Linked DNA regions of Mus musculus: region 1 is linked to region 2. Evidence: chromatin contacts called from public promoter capture Hi-C data. All regions are on one chromosome and are shown on one strand. Each heading gives the region's core, a stretch centred on a gene start, on an enhancer-like site or on the middle of the called end of the contact. The rest is flanking DNA. Distances are from core to core; before and after follow the strand shown.

The links. Promoter capture Hi-C pulls out the DNA fragments that hold promoters and counts their contacts.
Region 1: a contact with region 2 is called in a promoter capture Hi-C map of hippocampal neurons, with 4 times the contacts expected there. The contact joins the enhancer-like site here to the promoter of Edn2 in region 2. A contact is called at or near these places in 11 of 39 promoter capture datasets (the 3T3-L1 cell line, the C10 cell line, cranial neural crest and 5 more), 2 of 484 Hi-C or Micro-C datasets (cerebellar granule neurons and nephron progenitors), 2 of 115 datasets of contacts at active chromatin or transcription factors (embryonic basal ganglia and embryonic stem cells) and 1 of 9 other capture datasets (embryonic stem cells).

Annotation. Positions count from the first base shown.
Region 1 is chr4:120,368,524-120,374,902 of GRCm38.p6, forward strand. All of the region lies in intron 3 of Gm36574 (a long non-coding RNA gene), which reads right to left. Among named protein-coding and RNA genes, the nearest start is that of Gm36574, 25 kb to the right of the region's middle. Within about 2 kb of position 1,583, at least 73 of the 459 cell types and tissues checked have an H3K27ac peak or open chromatin away from gene starts, as enhancers often do. A contact at or near this core is called in embryonic basal ganglia and hippocampal neurons, where this site is marked.
Region 2 is chr4:120,157,925-120,163,766 of GRCm38.p6, forward strand. It overlaps Edn2 (endothelin 2), which reads left to right and starts at 3,282. Exons shown (of 5, transcript NM_007902.3): 1 at 3,282-3,640; 2 at 3,947-4,103; 3 at 5,466-5,588. The coding sequence starts at 3,586. All of the region lies in intron 3 of Gm36134 (a long non-coding RNA gene), which reads right to left.

The DNA.
Region 1 (6,379 bases), core at 333-2,832, 210 kb after region 2:
TCCCCAGGTGACCAGGCAAGCACATCTGTCTTCAGCATCTTCATCTATGAGCGAGAATAAGTACTGTCTCATATCTATCCCAAGACATTCACCTTGCCTGTAAGGGCTATAGCCCACAGCAGAACCTGATAGCCATAGTGACAGAGGTGCTCTGTGCCACCAACTCCCTCAGGGCCCAGGGCAGGTGCAGAAAGGGTCTCTAGCTTAGGGTTTTTGCCTCAGTCTCCCATTAGATCCACTCTCTGGATCATCTTTGCCCCTCCATTTCCCCCAAATCTTCTAGCCTCCTTTAGCAGTTGCTCATGGGAGACTGAGCCTAGGAAGGTGCGCCACCTAGGGGCCCTTGGCTTCCACTGTAGCATGAAGGTACAAGGAAGGAAGTAGCAGGCAGGGTTGGCTCCATCTGACTTCTGGGCAGTTAAGAAAATTCAAAACGGGGAAAGTGGAAAATCAGACAGCAACAACACGACATAATCCAGACCAGATCTCAGGCCTTCTGATCTAGCAAGCTCTTCTTTTTGTCTCCGTGTTCCAAGGACATCTGGGTAGAGGGACATTCACCCATTAAAGTAAGAGTAAACGATACTCTTTGGTGGCACAGAAGTCCTTTTAAATCACTGGGAAATGTTCTCTGCTTGTTTCCATGAAGATTTGGAGTGGACTGGAGTAAGCTGTGGGTGGGAAAGGCCTGATGGAAACCGCAGGGGACAAACCAGGGCCTGGCTTCATCAAGGACTTGGCTGTGTGACTCCAGTTGCTGACCAGGAGAAAGTTCCAGAAAAGTAGCAAAGTGGGATCAACTTCCTTCTGTGTTCTGAATAAAATTTGAAAGCAAGCATGTGACTCACTTTCAAGCAACCACTGGGGCCATCTGCCCCTCCCCCACCAGTCTAGGACAAGAGCCAAAGTTCTTGCCTCCCTCCCTCCCCTTCCCTCCTCTCCCCTCCCTGACCTTTATCTTTCCCACCCCCATCCTCCCTTCCCACCCACTGTCCCTCATCTATACCCCCAACTGCTACCGGCCACCTCACCACTCTTCTGGACCCTAGGGGTAGTTTTTGCTTTGGCCTCTGCCTGCAGTACCTTCTGTGCAACCCTCCCTCCGATTGCCTTCAGGGTTTTAATTAAATGTCACCTTCTGGAGAGAGGTCTTCCCTACCTGAAGCTCAGCACCTGCCCGGCTTTCTCAGCCTTAGCATTGTTCTGAATGTACTTTTGTCTCCGTCCTGCCTGCATTCAGTCTGCCCGTTGCTGAGTTCTGAGCACAGAGTAACTCTCATTAAGTGTGTGGATGACTATTCAAGTAGTCATTCTAAAAAGAAAGTAAAAACAGAACGCTGACCTACCCCACAGACTGCCCTTGGAAACTCAGAAAACAGTTAACATGCAAATGCTTCATTTGAGAAACCCCTGCCTTTGAGCATTCACTGGTCCCTTGGGCACTAGGAGACAAGGGAAGGCATGGCAGTGCCCCTCACCCCTGTAGATAATGAAGTGGAAGCATCGCCCGCAGGCTCAAGGGCTGGAGGGGGGCCCACAGCTGGTCCGGGTATTGCTAAGAGCCCAGTCTGTAGGCTCAGCCGCTGCAGAGCCATCTCCTTCCCACGCTGCAGCTTCTGTGGAGTGGGGGACCTGGAAGCACTTACGCCAAAGCACTCTGCTGAAGTATTGTTCTTCGCATAAGCACAGCACTTAAGTGGCCACCCAGTCGGCTTTCAGAGGGCCATCTCAGGGGACAGACAGAGCCTTTCCTAACATGCGTGAAAGCTTATTAGGCACCAACTCTATGGCAGGCTAAGAGACCAGTCCGGGGCTGAGGAGACCAGCTGCTCAAAGCACCAGGGCTGGCTTCCCAGAGCAGAATCTGTCCTCCTGGGGGAGCTGAGGGCAGTGGGTGGACTTGGAGAGAAGTGGGGAGGTGTGGGCAGGGCAGCACTTGGGCCAGGTATAGAGAGTCTAGGACTGAATCCCAGCTTCTCAGGCAAGTGAACTCTATCTCCACTGGCCAATTTTGAGGGGCTAATTTTACCCTTCTCACGCACTGTCCTCTATGGACTAGTCTCTGATGCAGCTCCCAGCAAACTATGTTAGCATGTGTGCCCCAGGGGAGTTTTGCTTCCAGGGGACATTTGGCAATGTCTGGAGACAGCTTTGGTTGCCACCTCTGGAGGATGTGACTATCCAGAGATAGCAAATGCCAGAGATGCTAAACATCTCTTATGCTGCACAGCATCCCTCAAGGATTACCTCGCCTGAAATGTCAGTTGTGACAAAGTAGAAAAGCCCACCAGACCAAGTCCTAGAGAAGCAGGATATGTGCACATGCTGGAGTCTCCTTTACACACACACAGCGCCCAGGGTGTTGCCTGGAATTATATCCTTGAGTGCTTACTGATGGATGTGGACCAAAGCAGAAAGCCTCAGGGTCCACCTTGCTCTGGGCCTGTGATTTAAAACCCTCTGGTTTTATCCATCAGAGCGCACAGAACCTTCTCATTGACAGGCTGACAGATCTGGGGTTGGAGGTCAGAAGTGTCCTCAGGAAAGGAGGACTCAGGTCCTGCTTGTATGTGTTTCCATTTCTCCCTGAAGTTTCCAGCCCCTGCTATGCCTTTATACACCCCCTCTCAGATGTCTTGGAATTGGCCTGACATAACTGTGAGCTTAGTTCTCCACACACACCCTCTTTGAAGAGCCTTAGTGAGTCACTTTATTCTCCCTTCTCATCTGTAAACTGGCGCCATGATACCTGACCTGCCCCAAAAGCTTGTGAGCCCACACTGAGGGCTGGACTGGCATGGACAAGACTCTATCCTAAGCAGGACAAGTTGGGTACTTCAGGTTGGAGAGTTCTGATTGCAAGGGCCTGGCTAGACGGAGCAGCTTATGGGGCAACTCTGATTACCACGACCTGGTCAGGCCAGAACCACTAAAGATACCCCAGACACAGGGCCCAACCAAGTCAGCAGCAGGTAACCCTGATCTAAGACCCAGGCAGATGCTCAAGGTCTCTGAGTGGGGCAGCACTTGGCATATTCACTCACTCTTCTTCCTGTTGTGAACACTTGTGGCACATGTCATATTCACTGTTGTCCCCAGCAGAGCCCGACCAGATCTGCATCCTGTCCTAATGTCCTCACAGTCTTACTTGACACTTGGGCCAGCCCCTCTTGGAGGAGATACATTTCTAAAGGAACTGAGGAACATGGAGGTAAGGCATCACGAGATTGAAGCCTTCCTACTTAGCAACCCTCCCCCTCCTTCAAGAGTTCTAGGCGAGGGCCCTGACACCCAAATGAATTTCATGTCACCCTGTAGGAGGGAAGAAGGGAGCCAAGTAGACAGCTTGCTGAGGCTATAACAAACAACCTGAGGTACTCAACTCATGAAGAGAAAACATTTATTTCAGAAAAATGTTCTGCAAGTTCTGACCCATGATCCATCAGTTCCACTGCTTTAGGCCTGGGGCAAGAGTGTGTGTGCCCGGGCAAAATCAGTCGCCTCACTACCCAGGCAGCCAAAGCAGAGGAGAGAAAGGGCCAGCGCTCTACAATTCCCTTTGGCGTCAGTCTTTCCATGCTCTAAGAAACACCCATTAGGCTTCCCCTCCACAGCACCTCCCTCCTAATACCACCGTGTAAGAGACCGAGGCTTTGATACATGGGCTTTTGGGAGACATTCAATATGCAAGACATAGCAGAGTCAATAAACACAGTATTTAGCCTAAGCTGGCCTTGAACTCTATGTAGCGAAGGCTGAACTTGAAATTGTTCATTTCCTACTACGCAAGACCAGAAGCTACAGGGATGCACCTCTATGCCTGGACATATATTTTTAAGTGTGTGTGTGTGTGTGTGTGTGTGTGTGTGTATGCACACACATGTTGGTATATGCACTTAAGCTTTGACAGCCTCCACATCCCCAGCAATTCCTTACTCAGAGAAATGTTACAGAACTCCCCTTCTCTTGGTCCCCATCAGCCATCCACTTCTGTGCTTAGCACATGTTGTTAAAGTCACTCATAGCCAGCTTTTCTATTAGATGGTGAGTTTCACAGGAAAGCCCCTCTCTTACACATGGTGTGCTCAACACCAGGGCAGAGATGGCACCTGGCAGCCACTCAGCAGGTGATGCTGAACTCGGCTGATGCCTCTGAACCCTCTCCTCCGCCTCCACCCTGAGCTACACAGCAATGCACAAGGCAGGGCGGCTTCTCCTCATGTATCCCCTCAGCATGCCAATCCTGTGCCAGGCACTGTCCTGGGCAGCAGGAATGTCAGCATCTGAAGAGCAAACATGCCCTCTGCCCCCACAGAGCTCATGTCTGACACCTCAGTCTGGGCCCCTGAGGACACTATCATTCCCTTCTGCTGCCCAGCTGATATAACTGCCCCCCTTCCCGCAATGCTCAGCACTAGAAAGGAAACTCTATGGTCCAACCACTTCCCACCTGCTCCAGCCCCTCAGGCCTCAAGATCTCTCCCAGAGGGACTCTCCGCCTCCTTCACTGCCCTCCTGGAAGGTGACTACTCCAACTCCCATGAGCTCATTAATTTCATGCTCTGTCTCCTGTGTGACTGACCTACTTTCTGCTCTTTCCCATGTGCCTGCCCAGCAGCTCTGGATCTCTCGCACACCTGGGACCAGGTCTCCCTCCACCTCCCCCTGTTCCCTGCAGCCCTAATTTCCCCTCTGAGGTCTCTCTCTCTCTCTGACCTTCCCAACCCCACCTCTGCAGAGAAGAGATCTACTGTCCTGCCAAAGCAGGAACTGAGAACTTGTAATGCATAGCCCTGGGTTCAAATCCCAGACCCATTCACCCTTCCCAGGTGCAGTCCTGAGTGAGCCACTGCCCAAGCCAAGCCTGCATTGCTCTGTTTGTGTGTAGTAGAGAAATCAGCATCTGCGGAAGAGCAGAAATTGCAGGGATGGATTCAAAGTTATCTCTTGCTCCAGTCTCACCCATGGAGCATCCCCAACCCCAGCTGAGACTTCACAGTTACTGAAGAAGCTTGCTATAACACAGTTCCCTCTGTTCCCAGGGGTGTTCACACTTCCTGCTAGGGCCCTTCATCTGCCTCCTGTCCTCTTTCAAGGCGAAGGACAGGCAGTGGGGGGTGGCGGTGGGGGTGGGGGACTCCTGAGGAGTGCCTCTGGCCACTTTCTTCTTTCCAGGCCTCCTTACAGAGCAGCACACATTTCTTTATACCTTGGCTCGCTAAGAAACAGACTCAACACAGGGCTTTTAATTGGTGATCCTCATTTGGTATTCATCACATCTGGGCTTTTCTGGGAGAGCCCCAGTGTCAGATACCCTGCACTCTCATTCCCTCAAACACAGCTCGAAATAATCAGTGAGATGGCTAGCATTCACGGTGTGCTACGCCTGGACAGGCCCTATTCTCCAGACGCTGTGAACAGACTTGTGAGGACTCTCACAAGGACCTGACAGAGCAGATCTTATCATTACTCCTCCCTTCTCAAGAGAAATTGAGACACAAAGAGGAAGTAGGAAAATTGTTCAGGTTGGTAGAGGTGGAATCCTAGCCAAGATAGACTGTCTCTCCCCAAACTGTCATGGACATAGCCTAAAGGACACCCAGAAGTGGCTTTAAAATCTCTTTGTCAAAAACAATTGCCCAGAGGATGTAGCTAAATGGGAGAGCATGTGGCCAGTAGCATGCACTGGATTTGAGTTTGCCCCGAGGCACTAAAGAAAAGGAAAGTGCCCCCAATAACTGCCCCCAGGCAAATGGGACTATAGGTCTCTTCCCTCCAACAGGACTGAGCGTGAATGGCACAGCTGAGGCTTCTTGAACTCTCCACGGGCTGGCAGCTGAGAGCTCTGTGTCCCAGCTAGAAGCTAGGGAAGGCCAGAGATAAGCAGCCATTCCGTTTCGGAGCCGAGTACAGTTCCATCAGCCCAGCCCCACAGCAGAAGCTGAATCCAAAGCCAAGTGCCTGGACACTCACTCTGCCTCCCAGAGTTACTGCTCAAGGGGAGGGGTGGGGTCTTTGTAACACCACCCAAGCAGAAAACTGCAGAGGTGACTTCTTATACCTCACAGATCTCATTTAGCTTTAATGATGCATATTAGTTTCCAGTTATAAAGGAAAAAAGTGCTTATTCTAAACATTAAGAAAATGTCCTGTGTGCACATGTGTATGTGCAGAGGCTAGAGGAAGATGGCAGTGTCCTACTTTGTAACCCTCTGCCTTGTGCATGTCAGATGGGCTCTCACACTCAACCTGAAGGGGAGAGGCTAGTTACCAGCAAGTCCTTGGAGTCCTACTGTCTCAGCCCTTCCTACAACTTAGCACCAAGGTTACAAAACCACACCTGGCTTTTTACATGGATGTTGGGATTTGGTCTCTGGTC
Region 2 (5,842 bases), core at 2,032-4,531:
CAGAAGCCAGGAAGAAAACCTTTCTGCTCCAGGATCTTACCTGAAACACCTGGCCTCTGCTCCCAGCCATCCCTGTCCCTGGAACACTTAGCCCTTGCTCCTAGGAATCCTCTATCTAGTGCAGTATCCCTGGTGGCTGGTCCTTGGTACCTGCTCTCTGTATGGGGATTATAGAGTTTTAAATATATTAGGGAGATAGCCTAGGTACCTCCTGGTGTCTGGCCTTTGTCAGCGGGGTCCTTCTGATAGCTTTCCCAAAGGCAACCAGACCCTGAGATAGACTCATGGGCGTAGGAGATAGGTAAATCCTGATCCTAGTCTTGGAAAACATGCTTATCATGACCTGGGCTGGTCGCTCTTCTCTGGACCAGTTATCTCACCTGTGGATTGGGGCTGATAACTGGCAGGGATTTCTTCTGGGCAATTCCTAGCTAGCTTCTCACCATTCAACCTGTCTCTGTCTCCAGCCTTCACACTCCCAAGGTCTCTCTCCTCCACACAGGCAAGCACCAAGATGGTAGGAGGGGAAAAAGTCATTTGTTCCCTCAAATTCTTCGCCATGACATCAGTGTGCCTCACCTCCTTCCCTGTAGCTGATACAGACCCAGGCAGTTTGCAGGGCACAGTCTAGCAAGAGGATTCCGAAAAATGGGTGACTGGGGCAGTTGCTGAGGACTAGAACAGCAAAGTCAGCACAATCAAGCAAGGACATGCAGACAAGTCACTTGGGAGAAACAGGGATAGTGTGCCCAGGCCAATGACAGTGGACAGGAGCAGCCGCCAGATCTACCAGGACGAACAAAGGTGATTGTCAGGGCCTAGGCCAAGAGATTCAAGGGCCTAGGAGGCTATTTTTAACTCAGCTTAATTTCTCTACCTGGAAAACAGCTCTTGTCAGTGGGGTAGCTCTGTTCCCGGAAAGGCTCCATCCCCTAAGACAGGCTGGACTCGCTCAGATTCCTAGGCGGGCCTCTCTATTACATAGAGCCTAGCCTGTCCAGCTGGAGCCTGAGCCAGGGAAGGAGAGAAACCAGAGCCAGCAAGACAGCTTCCTGTGCTGACCCTGTGAGGCTGCAGTGGCCCCTGCCCTGCCAGCACCCTCTCTCACACCCAGAAGGATCCTGTCTCCTGCTCCATTTAATTCTTCTATTATGCTTCCAGACCCGGAGCCTCTGGTTTCCTATTGTCCTGGGCAGGCATTTTGCATTTGTATGAAGATTAGACAGGTTAGAACCCTGCCTCTGGCTCCTCCTGGTCTTCCTCTTTTACTTTCTCAAATCCCAGCTCTGTCTTGTGCCCTGCTTCCTGGTCCTCCCAGCTCACCTCCTGGTACTTGTCTTTATCTATTTGTTTCCCTCCCCACCTTGACCCTACTCCTTCCTATTGACCTGTGCTCGCTTCTGTCTTCTGTCTCCCCACCCTTTACACCCCCACGCAAGTCCCAATGCACATCCTCTCAGTATCTAATAGAATTGTTCACCTCATTTCAGAGCTATTCTTCTACATTCTTCCAGAGCTGAGGCATAGGGAGGGCAGTGAGCCCCACACAGGAGTCCATTGTGGTTTGCTGGTGAGGTCAAGATTGGGGTTCCAACAGGGGCCCTGTCATATGCCAGCTATGTGGCTGATGCGAATCCCTACACACACACACACACATACGTCACCCTGGAAGGAAACACAATGGCCTATACCTTTCCAATCCCCGTTTCCTCTTTATCCATTTTTAATGCAGGAACTAAAATGTCTGTCTACACAGACATAAAAAGATGCTGAAAGGTCTGGGTTCTACGGTCCAAACACAGGCCAGCCCTAGTCACTCTGTCTCCCTTGGAGTGCATTCATCGGGCTCCCTCAATACCCCTATGGACAGAGAAGGCCACAGGCCATGCCCTCTCCAGGGCTTTAGACCTCAAGAATATAAGGTACGTCTACTACCATGAAACAGGCAGGCCAGGCACAGAGGGGCTGCCAGTACACTGAGGAGCATTCATCTGTCCCTTCCCTTCCCCACAGTGTGTCTTTGCTTTTGCCTCCAGGACTTGTGGGGCAGCCTGGGCATCAGAAGTAGAATGCCCGGACCCAAGAGGCCTTCCTTCTACTTTGCCTTCCTCCTCCTTCTCCTCCTCCTGTTCCTTCCTCCTCCTCCATTTATTCATTATTGTGTGTGCATATTTGTGTGTGTGTATGTGTGTGTGTGTGTGTGTGTGTGTGTGTGTGTGTGAGAGAGAGAGAGAGAGAGAGAGAGAGAGAGAGAGAGAGAGAGAGAGAGAGGTCTGCATGACTGTGGGTGCATGCATGTTGTGGCACACGTGTGGCGGTCAGAGGACAACTTTTAGGTGATAGTTCTCTCCCACCTTGTTGAGGCCAGGTTTCTCCTGTCACCTCTGGGTTAATCCAGGCACCCTGGCCTATAATTATATAGGCAACTCTCCTGTCTCCACTTTTCACCTCCTTGTAGGGATCCTGGGAGTATAGATACACACCACACCCCTGGGTCCCAGGATCAAACTCAGATCATCAGATTTGTGCACTTGGCCCTCTGAGCCACTTTGCCAGCCTCTGGCCTCTCCATTTATTTATTTATTTATTTATTTATTTATTTATTTATTTTTGCATAAAGTTGCCACTGAGGTGACACAAAATATTCTGTTCAGTCCACACTGGGGAACTACTCAGGACACCTTCTGTGTGCCTGTGGAGTATCTTCCTAGAAAGGGCTCAGAAGTGTCTTCTCTATCTCAAGGGGGTACTTGTTTGTCGAGCAGGGAAACTGAGGTCCAAGAGGCTCTCCCTGGCTGAGGCTCTCCCTGGCTGAAGCTATCCCTGGCTGAGGCTCTCCCTGACTGTCGTTGCATAAGTGAGTCGTTTCCAGAAAGGACCAGAATTCCTACTACAGGCTGGGAGCTTGAGAGGGGAGCAGAATTCCTTGGGTAAAATGGGGATGAGGCAGCCTCAGGTGGTCAAAGGTCAGGCATGAGTTGTGCCATTCCTGAGGCCAGTGGTCCTAAAGGGGGCTCTGACGCGCCCAAGGCCATGTAACCTTGAGTGGGCCTTTCACCTCCCACGCATCGAAGGGATATCTCAGCTTGCTTCACCGTGGGCAGGGAGGAGGGTGGCAGATACCCTGTAAAGAGCGAAAGCTTTGCTTTTAGATGAGACCTCCACTCCAAACTTCCAGTTCAGGAGTGCTAGTCAGAGAGTAGGGAGGGGCCGGGTACCACAACTTGGGACTAACTTCAGAACTCAGAGGGGCCTTGGGCCTGCAGGGAGCCTGCAGAGTCCTGAAGGTGTTGCAGAGAAGCGCAGAGGGTGGAGCCCAGCCTTCCACCTCCCTCTCCCCCTCACCGGGAGGCCAGGGCGGGCCAGGCACCCAGGGAGGAGGCGGTGTCCCTGGCTCTCTGCCCAAGGTGCAGCAGCTAAGCAGGCGGGGCTGCACCAGTAGGGGCGGGCGGGCGCCCTGCCTGGTATTATAAGAGGCGGCCAGGGCACCTCAGCAATGAGCTCTCAGCTCGGCTTAGCAGGAGGACACTGGCGACCTGCTCTCCCGGCTCCCTTGGCCCAGCCAAGCACTCTGCCGCTGCTGCTATGGTCTCCGCCTGGTGTTCCATCGCTCTGGCCCTGCTTTTGGCCCTGCATGAAGGTGAGCTGCCCTCTCTCGCGTGTTGCGATCCCAGGGTCTATTCATTGATGTCTCCTCCGGGGGCATGGTGCTTCCTTCCCAAAACCAACTGGGGGCATAGAGCGGTGAGGCCACAGTAGGAGCTACCACTGCAGCGTGCAGGCACAGCGATGGTAGCTGGGGCTTCCCCAGGCTAGCCAGTGGTTCCTGAACACCAAGGGTGCCAACTTCCTTATTGTGCAAGAGGAGGAGCCCTGCGGGTCCCCTAACCCAGACAGGCCAGGTGTCCTGACCTCCTCTCCACCTCTCTCTCTCTCCTGTGTGCAGGGAAGGGCCAGGCAGCTGCCACCCTGGAGCAGCCGGCCTCGGCACCCAAGGGCCGAGGCCCCCACCTGCGTTTTCGTCGATGCTCCTGCAACTCCTGGCTTGACAAGGAATGTGTGTACTTCTGCCACCTGGACATCATCTGGGTGAACACTGCGGGGTAAGCATCCACCAGGACCGTGGGAGAGGGTCGGGGTGAAGGCTTTTGGCTAGCTAGCCACCTCTGCAACTGCCTGTGCTCACCCTGAATCTCAGGATACTGGGAGAGGATCCATAGTAACTACTTATGCATCAACTTCCACGTGGGAGCTATTAGAGTCAGGCAGAGGGCTCCATACCCTTCCAGCCCTCACAACAGCCTGTAGGAAAGTGCTACTAGCTCCATTTTCCAGATCAAAGGATGGAGGCTCAGAGATGTGAGGTGGCCTCTTCAGGATCACACAGGAGAGAAAAAGTTGTAGGTTCCTTTCCAAGTCTAGGGACGCTGGAGCTCAACCACACTTCCCCTGCAGAGAATAACTCCATGCATGACAACATCCATGCCCAGACCAGACCACGCTCTATGCAGAGCACTCCAAGTGCAGCTCCACCCACTGAGCCGCCAGCCTCCCCACAAGGCAGGCATTGCTTGCACACACACACACATACATACACACACACACACACACACACACACACACACACACACACACACAGGACAGACAAGAAGTCTGCCTGGGATACCCAGGCAGGAGCCAGAGCTGGGTTCTGCCTGCCCCATGCTGCCTCCAGGCCCCTGCATACCTCAGGTTGAAGTTTCTGGGTATGTTTGTATTTTTTTTCCCCCTTCTTCAAATTGCATAAGGCAAGAGACGCTGAGAACATAAGCGTGCGTAGAGCTAATCCACATCCAAACGCTGGCTCAGGGCGGGAACCCTGCCAGTGCCTGCGTGTCGGGTCCACCCAGAATCACTGTAGCTCCAACTGCCAGGCCACCTAAAATTAGCTGTTGACCAAAGGTGTTGGGGGGACTAGTCTCAGGGCCCCTACTCTGCCTACCTTGGCCAAACTGGATCAGAAATCAATCCCATTACACACGCACATTCACACACACACAACTCAAAGGTATATTTGTCACACTTCTTCCAACATGTGGGGGACCAACTGTGAGCCGAATGCTTCACTCTGCCAGCTGAACAGGCCCCTTCCTCCTGGCCTAGGTAGGGGGTCCAGAGCTCAGAAGACCAGCCCAGGTTTCACTGGATCTGCAGAGTCCACTCCTTACATTGCCCTGCAGGAGAGCCTAGCAGAGCGGTGTGCAGAGCCATTGATGGAGTGTGCGACCTGATGGCTTAATGTGGGAAGGAGTGGGGTGGTCACCTTCCTGGAGGTGTGACTGGCTGTACAGTGTGGACAGTCTCTGCAGGCCAGTGATGTGTTTACTAATCCCGTGTCTCTCCTCTCTTTTCCTCCTCTCTGCCCCCCCCATCCCTCTCCCCCCCCCCCACATGTACACACTACCTTGCTGGCTTCTGGCCCACAGACAGACAGCTCCCTACGGCCTGGGAAACCCGCCAAGGCGCCGGCGCCGCTCCCTGCCAAAGCGTTGTGAGTGCTCTACTGCGGGGGACTCTGCCTGTGCTACCTTCTGCCATCGAAGACACTGGTAGGTGGACTCCTAGCCTTGCAGGGGTTGGGTGACTGCAGATTGGGATCAGACCTGGAAACAGGGTATCTCGGGAGACTAGTAGAAGAGCAGAGGCCCAGAGAAGACAAGCAACATGGGAGAGCCCATAAGTACACTGAGGTCGTGGCAGAGTCCCTTCCCACGGGAATACCCTCAGCCCCTCCCTCTGCTCAGCTCTAAGGCTTCTGGGAGCACGCATCTCCACTCCTGGGAAGGAGAGGCACAGCCCAGGT